2 separate regions of the Capra hircus genome follow, and region 1 is linked to region 2. The links are chromatin contacts, called in public Hi-C maps. All regions are on one chromosome and are shown on one strand. The core of a region is the stretch at or near the end of the contact, and the rest is flanking DNA. Distances in the headings are between cores, read along the strand shown.

Region 1 (5,436 bases), core at 615-3,114, 70 kb before region 2:
GTCCTTGAGTCAGTCACATCTCCCGGCAGTAGGTGGCCCTCCAGCCCTAAGGGGAGGTGCTCACCGCACAGTTACCTCCGCTGGTAGGAGGCCCTGGAGCTCCACTCTGCCTGTTTGGAGCTGCGGATGTCGGACATCTGGAAGTAGCGGCTGTTCTGGTCCCACTGCTGCCGAAGATGCACCTCCTGCTCCTGGCGGCGCTGTCGGGCGGCCTGCTGATCTGGGAGCCTCCGGCTGCACCAGGAGGAGGGCAGCGTGGGGAGTGCCATCTGAGGAGAACAGCGGCGCTAAGAACAGGAGCCTGCTGCAGCCCCTCACCCCTTTGAGGCCCGGTCCTCACCCTGGTCTGCACACTGGAATCACCTGGTAGAGCCTGGGCCCCAAGGCAGACCAATTAAGTCAAAAAAAAATCTCAGTGCAGGCTCCCAGGCATCAGCATTTTAAAAATGACTTGCTATCAGGACCCCAAATCATCTAGCTGAAGAAGCCTGGACTGCACCCAGCTGTGAGCCTGACATCAGTGAGGGCAGTGCAGAGACAGGGAGCCAATGCTGACGACACTGGACTGGCACACGGGGGGTTTCTGTGCTCTGCCTAAGGTAACAGAGAGGATAACTGCAGGCATGCGGATGTGGGCCAAGCCCTTGACTTATATGACCTTTTTCATTGTTACCAGCGCCCTGCTTTTTTTGGCAGCTGAGGAAACTGAAGTTCAAAGAGGTAAAATGACTTGCTGAAGATCACAAAGCCAGGAAGCAGAGGAAATTTAAACAGGAGCTGGGAGCCTAATTCATGTTAGCCTGGGATGAGGGCCCAAGCTCTGTAGACTGCAAGATGGTACTTGTTGGGACCAACATGCCCTGGCTGTGAAGTGAAATGAAAGTGGCTTGCTGAAATCAAAGTCCTGTCCCACTCTTTGCAACCCCATGGACTGTAGCCCACGAGGCTCCTCTGTCCATAGTATTCTCCAGGCAAGGATATTGGAGTGGGTTGCTATCTCCAGGTGTCACACCTGGTAATGTTCTGGATGAGCATGGAGGGAGATCCCTCCTTGTTACAGATGGAGAAACTACCACCCAGAGGGAAGAATCAATTTGCACGGGTCAAGGGGGCGATCTGGGGACACGGCCGGAGACTCGAAAGCAGAACCAGTCTCTTCGGACACCTCCCCCCAACCACTCCCGGTCCAAAAGTTGCCCCAGGTGCAGGGTCTACACAGTGCCTGGCTGTGACAGTGCTCAAGGAGCTTCTGGCAAATAAACAAACTCAGAGTCCTCCGAACCGGGAGGAAAATGATCTGCGTCTGAGTCAAGCTTAGCCTGAGACTGCCAGGTCAGATCTGTCTTCAGACTGTGGCAGGCCTGACAGACATTTTTCTTTGCCCCATAGGCCGCCTGCGGATAAATCTTTGCACGAGGATTGAGGAAAGTGAAGATTCCGGCCCCAGATGAACCATCAACAACAAGCTGGGAGGCTCTCTGAACAAGTCGCATCCCTCTCTCAGCCACATACAACAAAAGAGATTATAGAGGAAAGGGTCGGACCCAGGCCGCGCGGGGAGCCGAGTGAGGACTGGAAGCCGAAGCCCCGGGCGCCCCGCGATCGCGTCCCGGGACGGCGGGCGCGCTTCCCGCCAGCGCGGAGCCGACTGCGGCAGAGCTCTGAGGGTCTAGACCCCAACGCCGGCCCCCGACCGAGCCCAAACCCCCGACTCACGTTTCTCTGCGCGCCGGAGTTTCCCAAGACTGCCCCGGCCCAAGGTCCCGCAAGCCCCAAATAATCCCTGCCCGGGCCACGGCGACCCTCTCGGACAGCGCAGCACTTACGCCGGCCGTTTCCCCGCTCGTTGCCGAGGCAACGGGCCGGCGATGGAGCGCCGCGAGGGCCAAGCCTCCTGCAGCGCGATTACTCGGCGCGCAAAGCAAGAAAAGAAGTCTGTGTTTTTCTCCGGTGCCCCCTCGTGGTGGGCGGGAGCTCAATCGCAGACATCGCTTGTCTAAGGAAAAGAATCCATTCACTACACCAAATTCAGGATGATGGCTACCTGAGGGAGGCAGGTGAGCGTCGGGGAAAATCAGAGGGATATAATAGGGAAGGGAATTATAAGCCAGTCACCCTCAAACCTGGCTGCACAAGAGAATCACCTGGAGAGCTCTGAAAAATCCAGATGTCCAAACCGGACTCCAGACAAACCCCATCGAGCACTCTGTGGTTGTCTAAGCCCCTCAGGTGTGTTCAAGGTGCAGCCAGCTCGAAGAACCGCTGATATAAGTAGGTTCGAGCTATTGGCAACTTTCTATTGTTTTAGGATGGTGGTGGGTTCAAGGGTGTTCCTTCTGTTGGTATGTTTTATAACTCACATGCTACGTGTATCATTCTATGTACCAACTATTCTCTTAAGAAATGAAATTAAAAGATTGGAAATTCCCCGGCAGTCCAATGGTTAAGACACCCCACTGTCACTGCCGAGAGCCTGGGTTCAATCCCTGATTGGGGAGCTAAGATCCCACAAGCTCTGCAGTGTGACAAAAATAAATGAAAAGCAAAAGTATTAACTCTTTTATTCAGGCTCTTTTCATTTTCCCATTTTTGTCTTCATTTATTCTTTCCTTCACCCTTTCCTCCTTTTTTTTTTAAAATTTTATTTATTTAGCTGCCTGGGGTCTTAGTCGCGGGCACTCCCATTTTCTAGTTGTAGCTTGTAGGGTTAGGTGCTCTGCCACATGTGGGAACCTAGTTCCCCAACCAGGGATCAAACTTGGGTCCTCTGCATTGCAAGCTGGACTCTTAACCACCAGACCACCAAGGAAGGTCCCCCCCCACCCCCCGCCGGCTTCCGGCTTTTATTCACTTCTGTTTTCCCTGGATGCAGTATAAAGTCTGGTTGAACAGAGTGACCTCTGTTGCAGCCTCCACCACAACAGTCGTATGGTCTGGACAGGTCACTTCGTCACTCTGAGCCTCCGTGTCCTCATCCGTGAAATAAGAATGTTCAAGTAATTGAAAAAGGAGCCCATTAGACTGGGAAGGCTGTGACACCTCCGTAGCCGATGCAGGTCAACCTAAACCTAGGCCAGAGCCAATGCACCCAAATTGGAGAAAATGAAACTTAGCACTCACAAACAGCCAACTGGGCTTTTCCAAACAAGGCAACCTCTTAAGTTACAGCCAATCAAACGACTTCCTTGCTTTCACATCTTCTTTCTAAAAACCTCTCTTCTAGATCCTGCCGGTAGAGTGTTCTGAACACCTTTCCTTTGCCTGATTCCGATCAGCAAGTCTTGAAAGTTTTACTGTGCCTCAGGTTAGCTTTAAATAAGAATACCGACAGGGCTGCTTTCTACAGTTGCCCTTATGAGAGGAAATGAAAGTTTAAATGGAGCGGCCTCGGGAGCAGAGCGCCTGGTGCATCTCAGGAGAGCATGCGCTCGCATACCTCCCCCTTTTTTTTTCCTAGTTTTTTGGCAGCATGCAGGACATGCAGGATCTGAGTTCCCTGACAAGGGATTGCACTGCGCCCCTCTGTAGTGGAAGCACGGAGTCTTTACCGCTGGACCACCAGGGAAGTCCCTCTCACATCTCCCTCAGAACCTGCCCTGCCCTGTGCGTGAGATCCCCTGGAGTTAGCCTGGGATTGGTCCCAACCCCTTGGGCCAAGCTCACGGCCAGTCACCCATCCTGTGTCCACAGCGGAGAAGGGAAGCAGCCACCCACTCTCCTCAGCCCAGCCAGAGCCGCCCACATGGCAAAAGAGCCTGATTAATAAATAGTTGTTGATAGGCCTTCTTGAGTGTGATAGGAACTTCAGAAATGCGTGAATTGTGCTGTGGGAGACGAGCCTTCAGGTCCTGGTTTTGCAGCTCTTGGCAAGGGCCTTCCACTCTCTGGGCCTTAGTTGCCTCATCTGTATAATGGCCTTAAAGGACCAAACAAGCTCAACTGCTGGGATCAAGGGCCTAGGGCTTGACTGACCTTGTCCTGGAAGCCTGAGGCCCCAGGCCATACCCTCTGGCCTATCTTCTGAGACAGGAATGCAGCTTGTAGGTTGTGGAATTTGCCCGAGGAACCACAGCTTATAGGTGGTAAGCCCAGCCTTGAACCCAGCTCTGTCTGATTCCAGGGCCTGAACTTGCTCTGCCGCTCCACAAGGTTAGGAATCATTACTTTCCCTGCTATGGTTCTAGCGTCCAGCACAGCGTAGTCATTTAATAAATATTCATCGAGAATGAATGAGTAGAGTCCCCCCAACTTTGAGCCCCTAATTTTTCTCCAAGAGAAAAAGGGAAAGATGGTGTTGAAGGAAAGCAAAAAGAAAAAAAAAAAAAGGAACTAACATTGTTTGAATACCTACCATGTGCCAGATGCTTTTAGATGTATTTTCTTGTGTAAGCTTCCCTCCAGCAGGTGAGGTTCCTGCCCTCGTTCTGCAGATAAGGAAACTGAGACTCTGAGAGGTCAAGCAAATCTCTTGCCGGCACCATGAGAGCCAGGATTTACATCCACCTTCCAGAGCTTGTGAACCTCTTTTCAGTCTGCTTTTCCAGAAGTGTGTGGTTTACAGATATAGCTCTTAAAAGAGGCCAGTAGATGTGGACCAGTTGGGCCATATAAAGTGCTCAGGAATATTAAGTATTTTGTGACAGGTTGATAACTATGGCCCACAGAGCGGTAGCCCTGGCAGGGAGCCATCGAGAGGGACACTGCATGCACAGGCCCCGGGCCAGCGCACTGTTTCTTGGGGCTGTTCCTGGGCTTGTTTGGAGGTATTCTGGCAAGAGAGGAGAAAACAGGCATGGGAGTGGCATGGTAACACGGGGGCGGCTTCCCTATTAGCTGAACCGGGACCGTGCTGGAGGCCGTGCAATGCCCCTACAAAAGCAGCAGGTGGCGCTGCCGAGGCACATTTATCTAGGCTGGGTTTTCAACCGCCCTGGGTTCTCTCTTCATACCTAAGCTGGCCTCCCCGCCCTCCCTGAAAGCAAGGATGTCTTGTAGATAGGGAAGCTCAAAGACTCTGGGGCTACAAGGCTGCCTCTCGGAAGTCCAGTTTTGTGTTTTAATAACAATAACAACAGGAATAATAATAGAGGTAGGTATTATCCATGAGAAAAAGGGGTAAAAGGCCTTTTTCATCCGAAACAGTGGTTGTCACTAGGGGCCAGGATTAGAGGTGATTTTAATTTTTCTCTGTGGGTTTTTAATTGGTCACTGTTACTTGTGTAATTTTATTAAAAATAAAGCATTGGGTATCTTGCCTGGCAGTCTGGTGGTGAAGACTTCGCCTTCCAGTGCAGAGGGTACTGGTTTGATCCCTGGTAGGGAAGCTAAGATTTCACATGCCTCTCAGCCAAAAATCCAGAACATAAACAATAGAAGCAATATTGTAACACGTTCAATAAAGACTTTAAAAATGGTCCACCTCAGAAAAAAAAAATC
Region 2 (5,446 bases), core at 2,659-5,158:
CCCAGCCGCCTCCTATCCTCAAAGTCTTCAACCGGCCTATCCTCTTTGACATCGTGTCCCGGGGCTCCACCGCTGACCTGGATGGGCTGCTCCCCTTCTTGCTGACCCACAAGAAGCGCCTCACGGATGAGGAGTTCCGGGGTGAGCCACCCAAGAATAGCAGGCGGGCCAGCTGGGGTTTGGGGGATGGCATCGGGGGCCCCCTTTCCCGTCAGTGTCTTCTCTTGGGTCAGTGGGCTGCACTAGCCAGGAGGAGCACTGGACAGGGAGTCTAGTCCTGTGTGTCCTTTCCCATATTACTTAACCTCTCTGGGCCTTGGCTGCCTTTCTTCATTCAGCCTTTGTTTATGGAAAGTGTCACAGGTAAGCAAGGTCACATTATATGCTGTTTCTTTACCATCCGAGCCACCAGGGAAGCCCAGAGTCCACACACCTGGGCTCAGATCCCACCTCTACCACTTAAGGGATCCTTGGCCTCTCTGAGCCTGTTTCCTCATCTGTACCCTGGGGAATAATCACAGCGTAGCCCTGGCCTCTGCGGCCAGAGAATCCCATAGTGCTGAGCACAAGGCAGCCAGGGTCCCAGAAGCCCCTGTCATGTCTGGGGAGCTCTGGAGGGGGTCGCAGGTCATTCCTCTTCTGCTCTCCAGGTCCGAGCCCTGCCCCTGCCCAGTTTTCCGGCTCCCCACTGTAGACTGGAGCCCAGTCACCACTGCCCTGGGACGTAGCCCAGACAGCTCCCTCCAGCCTCGTCCAGGCTCAAACATCCGCCCTAGGGCACTGGCTCTCTCCGCTGCCCCGGCCTCTCTGCACATCAGGGAGGGGAGCCTGTAATCCCTCCACCCAAGTCAGCTACATACTGTGTGCCAGGTACCAGGTGAGCTGTCATTAACTGGCCAAGTGACCCCACAAATCAATATAAAATGTCGAGAATTGTGGCACCTGCCAGGAAGGAGGGCCTGTCTCAGGTGGGCCGGCCACAGTAACAGGGCTGACGAAGCTCCAGGGAGATCAGGTATTTGGAGACTTAAGGTATTTCAAGCAAATTAAGTGCCTAAATAGGCTGACCAGGTCTGCAGTGTATTTTTCACGTATACCTTTACCAGCCAGACTCTCTGAACACCAAAATGATACTCTGCTGTACTGTGTCCATCAGAAGAGAATTACCGGACTTACCAAAAGTGTTCATTCATGGTGCCCGGCCAGGGTGCAGAGAGTATGGCCTTGTTTGGGGCATGAGCTTAGAGTTGTGGGGGGATGGGGTCCCCCTCTCCCCTCAGAAGGTCTCCGTGATGCTGCCGATCTCATTTGGAGATAAACCCCATATAAGCCCTGGCCAAACAGCCCCACCTAGCCCCCCAAGTTCACCAGGCAAAAGTGGGGAGCTTTGGAGTGGAGGGAGCCCCTGTGAAACAGAAATCGTGGTGCTTTGCCTTTGGTGGGCTGAGAAGCACCAGGCTGGACTTGCCAAGACTTCTGGATTTTCCTGAGTTCAGGACTGGGTCTCTGAGTGCAGGCTGAGTTCAGGCAAGTGGGTCTGCGTGAGCCTGGGTGGGGGGCTCTAAGGCCGGCTTGGGGGAGGTTCCTGACATTGTACCGAATAAGGCAGGTGTAGAGGGGGATTTACTGTGAGGCCCACTACTTAGGCTTAGGATCCTCTCTTGCTCTGGCCCCCAATACATCCGTGGACCTAACTTGGAATTTGTAGTTGTGTGTTCATGTTCAGAAACAGGATCCCCAAATTGCATGTCTCAATCTCCTCAAACACTGGCTCCACCCCTGCATGTTTTTCTAGCCAGAGGTTGTGAGCTCATTAGGGGAGTCAGTGACCACCCCTTCAAAAGTTTGACAACCTCCAACAGAACAGTTTATTTAGGGCCCCTGGGTCCAGCCTCCCCAGTGGGCAAAGCCACTTCGCCACCTGGTGGTGGAGTCCTGTGACTGCAACCATGCCCGATTTCTGCCTGAGCCCTGTTCTTGGCTTCGTATCCCAGGACCCAGGTTGGCAGCCCCGTACCCTGCTACAGTCCAAATCAACGGTGTGGTCCCACATCCTACATAAACCACTTGAGCCCTTGTGGTTTGGAATTCCTTGCAGTGCACAGCATGCCCCTTCACGGAATGTGTATTTACTCAACAAGTGGTTATTGGGCCCCTACCAAGTGTCAGGTCCGGTACTGGCCTGGGGCAAAAGATGATGAACAAAGCAGACTTGACCTCAAGTTTCTCTCAGTCTCAGGAGTGAGACTGACATTGATTAAGCAATCACAGAAACAAATAAACAATTACAACCTGTAACTGTGTGTCCACAAAGAAGCTGTGTTGGAGGATTTGACTTGATCAGGAAAATCTGGGAGAGCTTCTGGGAGGAGGTGACACTTGAGCTGAGTCTGAACAAACTAGAGTTAACCAAGTAAAAACAGGCGGGGGGAAGGATTAGAGAGAAGGTTAAAAAAGCGGCATGTGCAAAGGCCCTGTGGCTGACCATAACCAAAGTTGAACTCAGTTGCTATGTGGAAAGTGGATTCAAGGATGTCCAGAGAGGCTGTCCAGGATTCCAGGATGTCCAGAGGAGACCAGGCAGGTGTCCTGGGCATGTGAGAGAGATGCTGGCTGGGCCGGATTGGTGGCAATGGAGGTGGAGAGTGGTGGAGGGCTTGGAGAAACAGGTAAAACTGGTGGGGACTCGCTGGGGGAGAGGGTGTGCACAAGAGGTAGGATGGAGACGAGTAACAGAGGTTTTGGCTGGCTAGGGACATCAGTGTCTAAGAAGGGGACACGTGCAGACCGGGTTGGGGTCTGGGGAACGAAAGATGATGAGGTCAGCATGGAGAGTTGCGACAGTTCTAATTTTCTAATTCCCTGTCAGTTCGGAAACAGGACTGATCCACCTCCAGGCTCGTGAGTCTGAGCAGACTCCCCAGGGGCCTCGGCCAGCATTTGCCGCCCCGCGCCCCGCACCTTATGCAGATGGAAAGGTGAAGGCTGTTATTATTCAGTACATAGTTACCTGCCATCGACACTGGGCTGGGCGCCAGGGATGTAGCAAGAAATAGCCAGAATGAGGTTTGTCTGAGCAACTTCACTCCTGGGGCAGTGGGACTGGAATTCAGGTCTCTCTGCGTCCACGGGTTTTTCCCATTCTCTCCACTGATTCCAGGTATCTAAGGAGAGTCTTGAAAGCATTTCTGGTAGAATAATAACTGCAACAGTATGACTTACTGAGAATCCCTGTCTACCTGGTGCTGGGCTCATCAACAGCTATCTGTTAGCCTATGATTTCCCTTTATAGGCTCAATGTAGTTAGACAGGAAATGGAAGTGGAGAAAAGGTCACACACAAATCAGAAATGGGGAGCAAAGCCTGATGTGAGCTCCAGGGATCCTGGCTCCAGAGCGAGCCCCTCAGCCCACCCCTGCCTCTCCCGCTCCCTGTCCCATTCCTGGGCCCCTTCCTGCATCGGGCTGTGTTGCCCCGTGCCTGGTTAAAAGCCAGTTCTCTTGTCATTGACTCTCTCTTTTAAAGGTATAAATCCACTCACATCACCATAAAAATTAATACGAGGGAAAGAAAATTGCAAAGGGACATTAGTAAGCGTTAGGGGGAGGTGTTAAAGATCCCTCAGTACCAAACAGAGACTGACTTCACGGGAGAGATTTGACAAGGGGCTGACACCTTGCACACTTAGGCTTTTGCTGTTTTTATTGCTGCCTCTGCTGCTGCTGCTAAGTCGCTTCAGTCGTGTCCGACTCTGTGCGACCCCATAGATGGCAGCACACCAGGCTCTCCCGTCCCTGGGATTCTCCAGGCAAAAACACTGGAGTGAGTTGCCATTTCCTTCTCCAATGCATGAAAGTGAAAGTGAAGTGGGTCAGTCGTGTCCGACTGGTAGCGACCCCATGGACTGCAGCCTACCAGGCTCCTCTGTCCATGGGATTTTCCAGGCAAAAGTACTGGAGCGGGTTGCCATTGCTGCCTCTGCAGGAGCCCCCAAATCCTCTAAGATAGTTTCCTGTCTATTATGGCTCACAGCCCCCACCTCGGGAAACGCTGCACTCCCTCTGCTCCCCTCTAGGGGCGCTACTGCACCCGCTTCATGGGTAAAGGATCTGTGTTCAAGCAAAGGCTGCCTCGTGGGTCTGTGACTGAGCGACCTCACTTTCACTTTTCATTTTCATGCATTGGAGAAGGAAATGGCAACCCACTCCAGTGTTCTTGCCTGGAGAATCCCAGGGACGGGGGAGCCTGGTGGGCCGCCATCTATGGGGTCACACAGAGTCGGACATGACTGAAGCAACTTAGCAGCAGCAGCAGCAGCAGCAGCAGTCCTCATGAGCAGATTAAAGGCTCTGAGAAGTCCTGTAGTGAAGACATGGTGGCGATTGGCTTTGATTAACTCAGCATTCCCCCTTTTTATCTGATTTTTTAAAAGTCCCTCCAGGAACTTCCTGGTGGTCCAGTGGTTAAGACTTTGCCTTCCAAAGAAGGGGGCCTGGGTTTAATCCTTGGTCAGGAAACTAGATCCTGCTTGCTGCAGATAAACCAATGCAGACAAATAAATATATTAATATATATTTTTTAAAAAGTCCTTCCAAATATGCTTTGGTAAGTACCATCTCTCTATAGGCTGCAGCGTTCCATGTTTTAAAGAACTTCTGCTCCTCTGAGTTTTCTTTGGCCTTCTCAGTACCCTGGGGTGGGGTCAGGGAGCAGATAGGGGCCAGGCTCAGAAAGGAGAACACGGCCAGGACCTCTGGCTCCCTGCCCAGTGCCCTATCCCCTGCTGCCCAGCAGTTTGGGCCTCGGGCCGAGCACTCCTCTTGTTGCACGTGTCTCCCCGCAGAGCCGTCCACCGGGAAGACCTGCCTGCCCAAGGCCCTGCTGAATCTGAGCAATGGCCGCAACGACACCATCCCCGTGCTCCTGGACATCGCCGAGCGCACGGGCAACATGCGGGAATTCATCAACTCGCCCTTCCGAGACATCTACTACCGAGGTGGGGCCCCGGGCTGGGTGGGAGGGGGGCTCCCTCTTCACTTGTCCAACCGCTCCCCACCCCCAGCAACACCTCATTTCAGCCTGGGCCGCGAGGACCAGCATGTCCTGGAACCAACTGTGGAATGAATGAGGAACGGACTGAAGAACAACAATAACTACCCCTTCCGACTTTTAAATTCTGGGTTTCAGAATTGAAGGTTCCGAGGTTCTCACGTGCAATGAGCCAAAGGTGCTGTGAACCTGGAAACCCGGACCCAAGATGCTCTGGTTTTGGAGACTCTGAGGCTTTGTGACAATGGTCCTGTGAACCAACAGCTCGAAAAGGCAGAGGTGTCACCAGGCCCAGCTCCCTGGGTCTAAATTCTGAGATCCATGAATCCACCTCGACGTTTCGGATTCCTGAATGTCAGATTCAGAGGCTGTGAATTTTGCGTCCCAAACCCTGTGA

What was found. A called contact is a pair of places that touch in the nucleus more often than the background predicts.
Region 1: a Hi-C map of blood shows a contact between it and region 2, with 1.8 times the contacts expected there. The contact joins the promoter of TCHP here to the enhancer-like site in region 2. A contact is called at or near these places in 2 of 5 Hi-C or Micro-C datasets (both in blood).

What each region holds. Positions count from the first base shown.
Region 1 is chr17:7,757,728-7,763,163 of ARS1.2, reverse strand. TCHP (trichoplein keratin filament-binding protein) reads right to left here and starts at 1,864. Exons shown (of 13, transcript XM_018061108.1): 1 at 1,717-1,864; 2 at 76-269. The coding sequence starts at 269.
Region 2 is chr17:7,689,798-7,695,243 of ARS1.2, reverse strand. TRPV4 (transient receptor potential cation channel subfamily V member 4) reads left to right here. Exons shown (of 16, transcript XM_018061106.1): 3 at 1-141; 4 at 4,844-4,996. Among named protein-coding and RNA genes, the nearest start is that of TRPV4, 23 kb to the left of the region's middle. Within about 2 kb of position 3,908, at least 1 of the 5 cell types and tissues checked has an H3K27ac peak or open chromatin away from gene starts, as enhancers often do.